Regions from separate parts of the Mus musculus genome. Here region 2 is linked to region 1. Evidence: chromatin contacts called from public promoter capture Hi-C data. All regions are on one chromosome and are shown on one strand. The core of a region is the stretch at or near the end of the contact, and the rest is flanking DNA. Distances in the headings are between cores, read along the strand shown.

The links. Capture Hi-C pulls out chosen DNA fragments and counts their contacts.
Region 2: a promoter capture Hi-C map of pancreatic islet shows a contact between it and region 1. The contact joins two enhancer-like sites. A contact is called at or near these places in 1 of 484 Hi-C or Micro-C datasets (the N1E-115 cell line), 5 of 115 datasets of contacts at active chromatin or transcription factors (embryonic stem cells, epiblast stem cells, pancreatic cancer cells and 1 more) and 3 of 9 other capture datasets (adipose tissue, liver and pancreatic islet).

Annotation. Positions count from the first base shown.
Region 1 is chr3:41,381,689-41,387,004 of GRCm38.p6, reverse strand. No RefSeq gene overlaps it. Among named protein-coding and RNA genes, the nearest start is that of 1700052H01Rik, 28 kb to the right of the region's middle. Within about 2 kb of position 2,379, at least 6 of the 459 cell types and tissues checked have an H3K27ac peak or open chromatin away from gene starts, as enhancers often do. A contact at or near this core is called in pancreatic islet, where this site is marked.
Region 2 is chr3:41,587,889-41,593,204 of GRCm38.p6, reverse strand. It overlaps Jade1 (jade family PHD finger 1), which reads right to left. Exons shown (of 11, transcript NM_001130184.1): 3 at 4,183-4,271; 4 at 1,365-1,522. Among named protein-coding and RNA genes, the nearest start is that of Jade1, 35 kb to the right of the region's middle. Within about 2 kb of position 2,049, at least 47 of the 459 cell types and tissues checked have an H3K27ac peak or open chromatin away from gene starts, as enhancers often do. A contact at or near this core is called in pancreatic islet, where this site is marked.

The DNA.
Region 1 (5,316 bases), core at 1,130-3,629:
AATCAATATGAACTTAAGCAATTATGCCTGCTTACCGGCTGGCTTTATGGCCAGTGCAGCTTTGGCTATGTATCAAGCCAGGCGTACTGTGGTCAGCAGTCCTAACTCCCCATCTGAGTTCAGGGTTCTCTGCTGTATGCCACCATGTTAAACCAGCACGGCTTTTAGTCCCACCTGCACAGCGCCTACCATTTATTATATCTGTACTGTGTAGTTACTTGATTGTGCTCTCCTTGTTTACCATTGTATCTGGGAGCATTTGGCACAGCTCCTGGCATATGAGGAACAATGTTTTCACGTATCAATACATGCATGCATGCATGACCATGGTGAGAAGGGATCAGATTAAACACGATGAAAAGAATTTTCAGTGCTCCAAGGAAAAAGTGATTGCACCCTTGGAATTAGGATCACCCCCAAGCAGTTAAGCTGGGCCTGTCTGGCCCCCAGGCAGTGACCGGAAGTGTTGTCTGTGGGTGCAAAGATCGCTGCAGCTAACACAGGCTGAATGCAAGCTCCCTGCCCTCACTGAAGGTACCGTCTTTCATTGGCTGCTTTTTTCTTGTGACAAAGGCAACCTGAGGAATGAAGAGAAGAGTTCATTTTGACTCGCAGTCTGAGGGACAGTTTGTCATGGTAGGAAAGGTGTGGTCACAGGAATGTAAAGCAGCTGGTCACATTTCTTCTTCAGTGAGTGAAGCAGAGAGGGATGAAGGGCAGAGCCCGGCCCACTGTCTCCCTGCACCCTACCCAACCTGGAAAGTCCTTGGCAGACAGGAAGCCAGAGTTTTATCTCTTAGGGGATTCTAGACACGGCCAAGTTGACAATCAGTGTTACCTATCACATCTCATTATCTGCGTCCTGTCAGGTTACTACTGGCCAAAGTGCAGCTGTCAAAACATCATCCTCAGCAACAGAAGAATGAGGCAGATCATTTACCCGAATGTGCGCAGGCTGCTACTTATCCTCTGTAACTTTAAGAGCACTGGGGCAATGTACTTGAAAGTAAAACACGTTATTTCAACACCTGATCCACTCACTTTAACATATGGCTTACATCTTGAATGTGTTTTTAAAGGATTATATAGTCTCAATTTGATAGGATTATAATTTACCCTATTTAAGGGTTACACAATTGAATGTAGGCATGTAATTTTTGTGGAAACAGATGCAGTGTGATCTATAATATCCTAAAACATTCCCGCTGTCTCCCCTACTGATAGTCCCCCTGGGAAAAATAGGAAATATTTAAATGCAAGAAGGTCGTTCCACCTCTAACAACTCATTTTTTTTCCAGCAATAGGTTTGAGAATTTCTTTCTAATGTCCATAATTTTTGAGGATTCTGCACTTTATGCTAATTATACTTTGAGTACTCAGTTTAGTGAGAAACATAATGGTAAAAGCTACAAACCCTGAAATCCTCTGAAATAGTCTATTAGTCACCATAGTACCTACATGTACATAAAAGACCAGTACAAATATATGCACCACATTATTTATTCATATTATCAACAGTGTTTGCAGTAGGAATACACTCATACAGTTGTCTGATAACCTCCACCGTGATCCACTGTTTGTTTCCGTTGTGTGTCTATTTGGTAATTCGACTTCTCAGACATGCATCCAATATTTGGAGTAGGAAATGGAATAACTAAACAGGGATAGTCTTAGCCAAAATATAAATAATCACAATAACACAAATATACACTTCACAAGGGGCTGCCGGGGGCTGGAGACGTTCTAAGCGCTCCTGTGGATGTCCCCGCAGAGCCATCAAGCTGCCTTTGGACTACAGCAGAAACAGCTGGATGACTAGGTGCAGTCTGTCACGAGACAATGTCCCTGAGAGGCCTGGCGTGGACTCGCTCACTCTCCCCCTTGACAACAGCCACTAGATCCTCAACGTCCAGCAAGATCATTTGGTATGGCCCTACTTTTATTAGGTGTGATAAATGCAAAAATCCAGTCAGTGTCTACTTTACTGAAGATCAGGCTAGCATGCCAATCCCAAGATGCTTTTCCCTTACTCAAGTCTCACTGTAGCCGCAGGACATTCATGACATACTTTCACAACGGCTCCATCAGCTTGGCTTTGGCAATGAAAAAAAAAAGCCAAAAAAACCCAAACTTCAGTTTTAGAGCGGTCTCCACCTCACCTAGTTCCAACGAGTATAAGCAAAGTATTTATGAGGCCACAACCCTGAGAAGCTCTCTAAGAGCTAATCTACCTTGTGACGTGTTTTCCTTTGCGGGGTTCATGTCAGAACGCTGCTATTGTGTTGCTTCGTGTGGGGTTGATTTACTCGCATCTGTAAGCCTTCATAGCTGCTTGAGCTTTAGAGGCATCTTTAATGAGTCAGAGGAAACATCTGCTGAACCAAGACCAGGTTGTTTAGCTCGTGCTGACGCGGAACTTCTGAGTCATTAGCTCACCTCCTTATTGATCTCATAAACTTGCGACCTCCTGGTCATGATGTCAAGCTCTCTCCTGCTCCCGGACCTCTATAAACAATTCTACTCTTACCTGTATCCCTAAAGGAAGGCTCTTTTGTCTTGAAGGCTTCTCCTTTGCTGGTGAGCTTCTTCACCTAATCATTTTCCAAGATACATAGTGGCTATTTGATAGTAGCCACCTGCCCAGATGGTCAAGTGCATTCCCACTCTGCTTCCTATATAATTGGGTTGTACACCATGTCTCAAGGAAAGCTCTGAGCTACCCTTTTATTGCTCATATTGATCCATAATCAGATTTTCCTGCTAATATAACAATTAATACTAATCTGTCACACATTGCAACACAGACTCTTGCCAAGACTATCTTGGTGTAACAGACACTCAGTAAATTTTATTGAAAGACTGAACGAATTAACATATGGTCTTGAATTGGAAAGCCAAAGGCTCAGCTCTCTTTCTTGCCACCACAATATTGGAAGGCGTGATGGTGAACATCAGTTGTCAACTTTATGGGATCTAGAATTACCTAGGAGACAAATGTCTGGGCAAGTCAGAGAAGAAATTTCTTGATTGGATTAACTGGCCTAATTAGGTTAATTAACCTAAATGTGGGTGGTGCCATCCTGTGGGCTGGGGTTCTGGGTAGAATAAAAAGGAGAGAGTAGGCTGAACATCAGCTTTCGTTGCCCTCTGCTTCCTGGCTGCCGATGCAGTGCGGCCCGCTGCCTCATGCTCCTGACACTGCACACACAAACCGTAAGCCAAAATAAACATTCCCTAAGTTACCTTTGTCACAGTGAGGAGAAAAGTAATGCAGACGGCAATGGGTGACTTCCACACAGTTCTGTCACTACTTGCCCCAGCATCCCAGTGAGAAGCCAGCGTGTACCAAGAGGTGTGTTTTTGCACACACTGATCAGTTCCTTTCCTGTTCCTGTTATAAAATCCACTCCCCAGAGCAGCTTACAGAAGAAAGAGTTATTTTGACTGACAGTTCCAGAGGGATAGAGACTCCATCATGGCAGGGGGGCACAGTCTCAAGTGCCAAGTTCCATAACAGCCCCAACTGAGGACTGAGGAGTCAAATGTGTGAAGAGCCTCTGGGCACGCTCCTCATTCAAACCTCCTCACCCTGGGTTGTGAAAGATGTCGCTAATCTCTTTGTCTGAAATAGACTTAGGATACAAAGGAAAATCAAAGCCAGTCTCTGATGCTATTCATGTTGTAATCTTTGCTTCCAAGTCAGACCACTTCACGACTTTTCTCTTCTCTACACTTTTACCTTAGACTCATGTCTAAGCTGAGTAAGGAATTTTTTTCATATATTTTCTCTGTTTCTCTCTCTCTCTCTCTCTCTGTCTCTGTCTCTGTCTCTCTCTGTATCTCTTTCTTACACACATACTCACATACAGAGACACTCAGTAAATTTTATTTATCTGACCCCCCACAGACACACTCATACACACACACACAGACACACAGACATACACTCATACACAGACACACAGACACACAGAAACACACCACAAACAGACAAAGTACACACACATATACACTCACATCCATATACACAGGCACACATACAGAAATAAATAGATGCTTCCCAACTTTTAACGGAGTTATGCTCCAAGAGAACATCATAAGTCCATAATATTATCAGTCAAAATTAAAGTACAGTGACTAATAACATCATTTAGCCATACGACATAGAGTATGCACTCATGGTCACATGGCAGACTTGGGACCTGTTAGCTCACTCCCTTTGCCCAGCATTATGGGATAGTACTGTTTGTTCTATGAACTACTACCTCAAAAAAGATCAGATAAGAAATATGGGGTTTCTGCACACATATTATTTTTGCCTAATCATGAAATTAAGAAATCATAAGCTCAACTGTAGTAGGCTGTGTGTGTACTCTCTAAGTTGTTTGTGTACTCTCTAAGTTGTGTGTGTACTCCCTAAGTTGTTTTTGTACTCCCTAAGTTGTTTGTGTACTCTCTAAGTTGTGTGTGTACTCCCTAAGTTGTTTTTGTACTCCCTAAGTTGTTTGTGTACTCTCTAAGTTGTGTGTGTACTCCCTAAGTTGTTTTTGTACTCCCTAAGTTGTTTGTGTACTCTCTAAGTTGTGTGTGTACTCCCTAAGTTGTTTGTGTACTCTCTAAGTTGTGTGTGTACTCCCTAAGTTGTGTGTGTACTCCCTAAGTTGTTTTTGTACTCCCTAAGTTGTTTGTGTACTCTCTTTGTCTGTGTTTCTCATTTTCTCTCTATACTTATCCATCTCTAACAAGAAACATATGGGACTTAGAAAATAATTCTGTCAAACTCTATAAATCCCAATCTAAAATTATTTTATAGTTTTGGATTTTTAAATTGTTTTAAATTATTTATTATTATTCTGTATATTTGCACATACAATATGTGTACATGTGTATCAGTTGCCTGATATACTGTCTTGTTGGATCCTGAGGAATTATTAATGCACACTCTAGAACTATGATTGAAGAGACAAAGAGGGACTAGAGTAACTGGGGGTGGGAGAGATTATGGGGAAAGAATCACAGACATGCTTTGTTTGAGAGTACCACAATGATATCAGTCTTAGGGTTTTATTGCTGTGAAAAGACACCATGACCAAGGCAACTCTTGGCCAAACATCTAATTTGGGCTGGCTTACAGCAGTTTCAGAGGTTCAGTCATCATGGTGGAACCATGGCATCATCCAGGCAGACTTGGTGCTGGAGGAACTGAGAGTTCTGTATCTTCATCCTAAGGCAGCCAGGAGAAGATTGTCCTCCGCAGGCATTCAGGAGGAGGGTTTCTCCTGCCCTGGGTGGGGCTTAAGCAGAGGACCTCAAAGC
Region 2 (5,316 bases), core at 800-3,299, 210 kb before region 1:
AGGAACAGAGACGGCAGGGACAGCCACAAGCTGGATGTGCACAGCACACGCTGAGGACCACAAGGGACACCTCTGAATTCTCACCTTCCAAAAAGACTGAGGGAGAACTTTGGGCTGTTGCCATTCCTTTATTCTAAGCGCCAGAGCCCATGGTCCATGAACATATGGCCCCAGACAATTCCTCTACCACCACCCCCTTACAAGCTGTGAGCACGGGAGAATTCCACCTCACCCTAGCCAGACTAGGGACAGCACAAAAGGAGCAAATCAGCTCGGGCCAGGAGCCCAGCAGAGGCTCTGTGGTCACAGTCCTGCCACGTCTGGTTTTGACCACATACATTCACACCAACAGGATGCCCAGAGTTTATACGTTATTCACCCTGGAACTGACAGGAAGAACTTATCTGTGTGACAGAGATGGGCAGACAAACTGGATGTATTTCTCCTGCTTGAGCAAGAACAGGTATCAAGTGAAACGCTCCAGTCTATCTATTATGAAGTCATTTCATCCTGCCTTGGCACGGCTTCCTAGACTGACAGCCTGCCGGTGCTGGCCAAAAGGGACCATCCCCATCCTGTGCGCCCTGAGACCCGCTTCACAGGCCATGACCCTCATCTGAAGAAGCAGGTGACTCCTGGTGGTCACCTATGCCTGTCTAGCCATAGTATACTATCATATAATTTGAACAGAGATCCCAAAATGATGGTAATCAAACCAATCAAGTGTCTAAGGAGTTAAGGGCCAAGAAGTGAATTTAGTCCATACTCATCCATGGTAAGAGAGGCTATTTCACACAGCAAGGAGCCAGCCAGATGCTGGCAGAGCTATCGGGCACTCCATCCTCATATGCAAAAGTGGGGAAAAAAGGTACCAACTCGACACAGCCTGTCCCAAAGGAAGATCGAGGACATGTTGGGAGAGGTGAGCGACACGGCAGGAGATCAAGAGGAAACACCAGCGTCTGCAAAGAGCCTGTCCACAGCTCAAATTCCTCATCGGACACTGTCAGCTCCTAAAATACAATCAGCCACTGCCCGAAGCACCAAGGCCACCACGGCTCCCACTAAGCCACTCAGTGAAGTGACATAGAATGCAGAGAGAAACAGACAGTAACATCAGACTTCGCCTAGTCGGTCATTCCCAAAAACATCTTGGACCTTCTCTTCTCCAGTAAGAGGGCTCACCCCCTGCGATAATGTGCTAAATTCAGAGGCCACTGCCCTCTGACTCACCGCCCTCAGCGCCTGAACAGTTTCTACATTTCTGCCTCTTGTGAGGCCTCATGTTACTACAGCGCTAACTCTCAGCTTCTATGCCTGCAGGGAGGAGAGCAGAGAAGCACGCGTCTATCCAGGGTGCCTACCTGGCCACAGGCTGTGGGATGGTCCCTGGGCTCACAGGCACCTGGACCCCTTTCTCCCACTCCTGTCTCCAGGGATCAGCCAGCACGTAGTAGTCATCCGGGTTCAGCTGGTAGGAGTCATGCAACTTCATGGCAGTGATCAGGTCGGTCCTAAACACCTGGGGAGACGAGAAAGGGACAGTGGCACAGGCATTCATTTCAGAGCACTGGCAGCTGCAAGGGCACCATGGAGCTGCCCATAACAAGGTCACGGTATCAACAGAGTAAGAGTGCCCTGTTACAGAAACCCTTCACTCCACCCGACACTCCTTCCCCTCGCCCAGGACTGAAGTGGGCTCCAGCTCCTTCAGCCGACACAAGCAGAGGGTGCAGTGATTGTATCGACTCAACATAACTGTTGCACAAAACACAACCGCTCCCCTCTCCAAGACCTCTCAATTCACCAAGGGCTGCTGAACACAGGCTCTTGGAAATCCTTCAGGGAATGACAAGCCACTACGGAGAGCTCTCTTTCGAGCCCATGTTTTAAAACAAAACTTCATTAGCCAATTAACCTCAAGGCAGAATCTAGAACCACCCGGTAGAGGTCACTATCTTCTAAACTAACTGCTAAAGAAGCGGCCAATCTCCTGAAGTGCTAGCACATGGGGCAGGCGGGTGGTGAGAGCAAGGTCCACTTTGGCTGACAGCAGGCAGAAATGCAGGCCTGCAAACATCTAGGAGTGGAACACTAGAGCCCTGTTGTCCCACGTCACAGGATGCCGTCAGCCCTGGAAGCAAGTTTCTGTGGAAAGACAGAACCAACCCTGTTTTCACTGCCATCAAGACTCAGCTTGTGCCCACCTTCTAAGAAAGCACCCTAACTCATCACAGACAGCAAAGATAAGCAAACTGTGGGGAGGCAGCACCCCTGACTCATGGGCCCTTGCCATCCGAATCGACGAGGCTGACTGACCGTACAGCACCCTGTCTGGCAGCCAGGGCCACACAGCTGCTTCCCTCTCCGGCCTTGTCCTCAGCCCACTGCCATGTGAGGATGTGTGTACCAGGAAGCCCTGCCATGTATCACGAGCAGCATGCGCCTGGATCCAGATGCTCTGCTCAGTGTACAGAGCCACAGAGATGCAATGCACTCCCTCACTCGGGACAGGAAGCGCTTTCTTGTGCTGCTAAGCACGGGTCACAGTATACACCTGTTGGCTTTTCAGACTGGTGTTCTCTTTAATAAACTTCATCTTATGAAAGTACGGGGTAGGGTCTGAATTAAAAGGCCGCTTCTCTCGCTGTCATTGTCAATACTGGTCTTGTGCCAGGATGCCACTCTTAACATCTACAGTCCCATTAAGCAACAGACTGACTGTGTCCCTTCTGCAAAGATCTCACCATGAGACAAAAGCCCCTGATCATAAGCCTACAGCAACCCAACCCCAAGGAAAAGGGCTTTGAGGTCAAAGTTGTGAGTCCACACCAAGCAAATCAGGTAAAAGAGAGCCCAGCTAAGCTGTACAAGAAAACACGCAAATTTGCCAAAGAAAGGAAGGCAGACTGAGGAAGGAGATGAGAAAAGGCAGCTCCATTCCTACAGACCTGGGAGAGGCTCTGGCCCAAAGCTCAGTGCCAAGTAGACACCAAGGGCAGGGGTGACGGCTACCCGAGTGCTTTACGTACAAAGCACTTTGCACTCAGAAGATTTGACACAGACCAGGCAAGGACAGGGTGTGGTGCCTGCTGCTCAGAGGGCTCCAATCCCACTCCCAGGCTGAAGTAACAGCAGTATAGTATGGACACCAGAAAGGTGTAGTAGCAGTTAAGAGCTGACTCAGGACTTAACAGCAGAGTAAAATACAGGTGCAGAGACGTTCCGATGTCACAAAAAAATAAAGTGCGCACTGTAGGTCAAAACAGACACCAGGCCAGCAGCACTGGCCACAGCAGCCGTCCGTGAGTGTTTGCTGGAACAGGTCTCTTAAGTGCTTTCTGGCAGGGGATGTTACTCCATCTCCAGGAAACTCCTCCGCTCCTAGACAAGGCACTCTCCAGCTATATGGGGGCAGCATGGGAAGGGACTCTGAGAAACACCTGTCGCTGTGTGACCACCACACCACAAGCCAACTGAGCTCATCCCACAAACAGTGCAATGCCAGAACAACTTTCCCACAGCTTTCCCTGAGAACCCGACAGGCTGAGACACCTGGGTCTCAATGCCCGGCGCCTCGGAATGGCCGCAGAGAAAGCAGGTCTCAGGACAACGGGGCCCCTAAGCAACCGAGGCTGGCGGGAGACAGATGCCTCTAAAAATGATTTTAGCAGGGAAATGAACAACGAAACGTAGGGCATCAGGGAAACATAAAATGTGAAAACAAATTGGGAAAGACGGGGAAAGCCTTAAGCATAACGAAACTCCCAGAGTCACATTGGCTTGTTGCCAAATAAGCCACAGATCCATGGCTAAAACTAACTTGAGGCTGGCAGTGACTTGGCAGCAGCTGAACCCGCTCATGTCCTGGCCAGAGGAAAACTTGTTGGGAGCCAGCGAAGACGGAACAGGAAAGGAAAAAAAGAATACAATTAATAATAATAGCTAACATTCACTGCGCATGATATACGTGTAACATGCTTTGCGTGTTCGAGCCTATATGTATTAATTAGCTCACTTCTTCCTGCAACAAGGCACACATCTGCTTCTCACCATCTTGCCGGGGTATAAAGTGGGGCACTTGCCCAGACCTGCACAGCATGGGGCAGGCATGTGGGCGGCAGGTTCGCATGCACTTACTTACAGCACACATGATCAAGGCAAGCAAGCATTCAGAAGTACCTCAGAAGGCTTTCGATCTTCAGGTCTAGAGCAGGTACTACTCCTCCCATGCTGGGATCGAGAATGCTGGGACCATGTCGTTGACAAGCCTGAGGAAACAAACATCCAAACAGGAACCATTAAAAAAAAATACAGGCTCAGTATTTGAGCGGCGATATGGCGCTAGTTGCACAAACCTGAGGACCAGAGTTCAGGTCCCCAGCATCCAAGTAAAGAGTTGGCATGGTGATGATAGGACTCTGAACGTCAGAGGTTTAGTGAAAGGCCTTGTCTCAGAAAGTCAGGCGGAAGAGACAAAGGAGAAGGCAGTCTATCCGACCTTTGGTCTCCACACCTATCTACACATCCTCACAGAGCACAAAACAAACAAGCAAAAAAGCACAGGTCACTGAGCTGTCAAGAGGTCTTTCCCCTACAAGAAACCTTCAGCGAAGGAGGAGAACCTGCAGTGCCATCACCCTGGCTGGCTCTGACAGGGTTCCTTCCTTCCAGTCATTTTCTAAGGTGATCACTGTCGGCTCCAGTGTACAGGGTGCTCTGCCTTGTGAACAGCGAGCCAAGAGAGCCTGCAGCATAATCCAGGCTCCGAGCTGTGCTCAAGACGCTCACAGACCCACACTGGTACATGAACTAGAAATCATGCCGGAAGTTTTCAGCCAGGATCACCGGGCTCAACCTAAGGTCCTGCCCAAAACACTTGCCTCCACGAGGCACAGAAAAATCAGAAACCTCCACACAGCTTTAACATCACCTACTACACTGCTCTTCCGAGGTGCCCCAATCCCTCCTGTAGCTGATCACCAGGAAACCCCAAATCCTAAGTGTTTCCAGGCCTGAAACTTTCCTGTAGCACTGAGCTCCCCTGCCTGAGATGCCCCCTTCAAGCCACACTGCCTTGCTCCCTGGGGCCCTAATTCTCACGGTCTCTCCATTTCCAAGCAGTTCCGAAGTAGCCGAGTCTCTAACCAGAACCCAGGGGAGCCTAAGAGAGTTGCACTCTTAGACTAGGCGCTCTCAGCTCGCTGCAGAGCCAGTATCACCTTGGTGGTAGACATCAACTTCCCAGTCATTCTAAAATCTGTCAGCTCTGAGCAAAAATCCCAAGCTCCGTGCTCTGCATGAACATGCTCACTT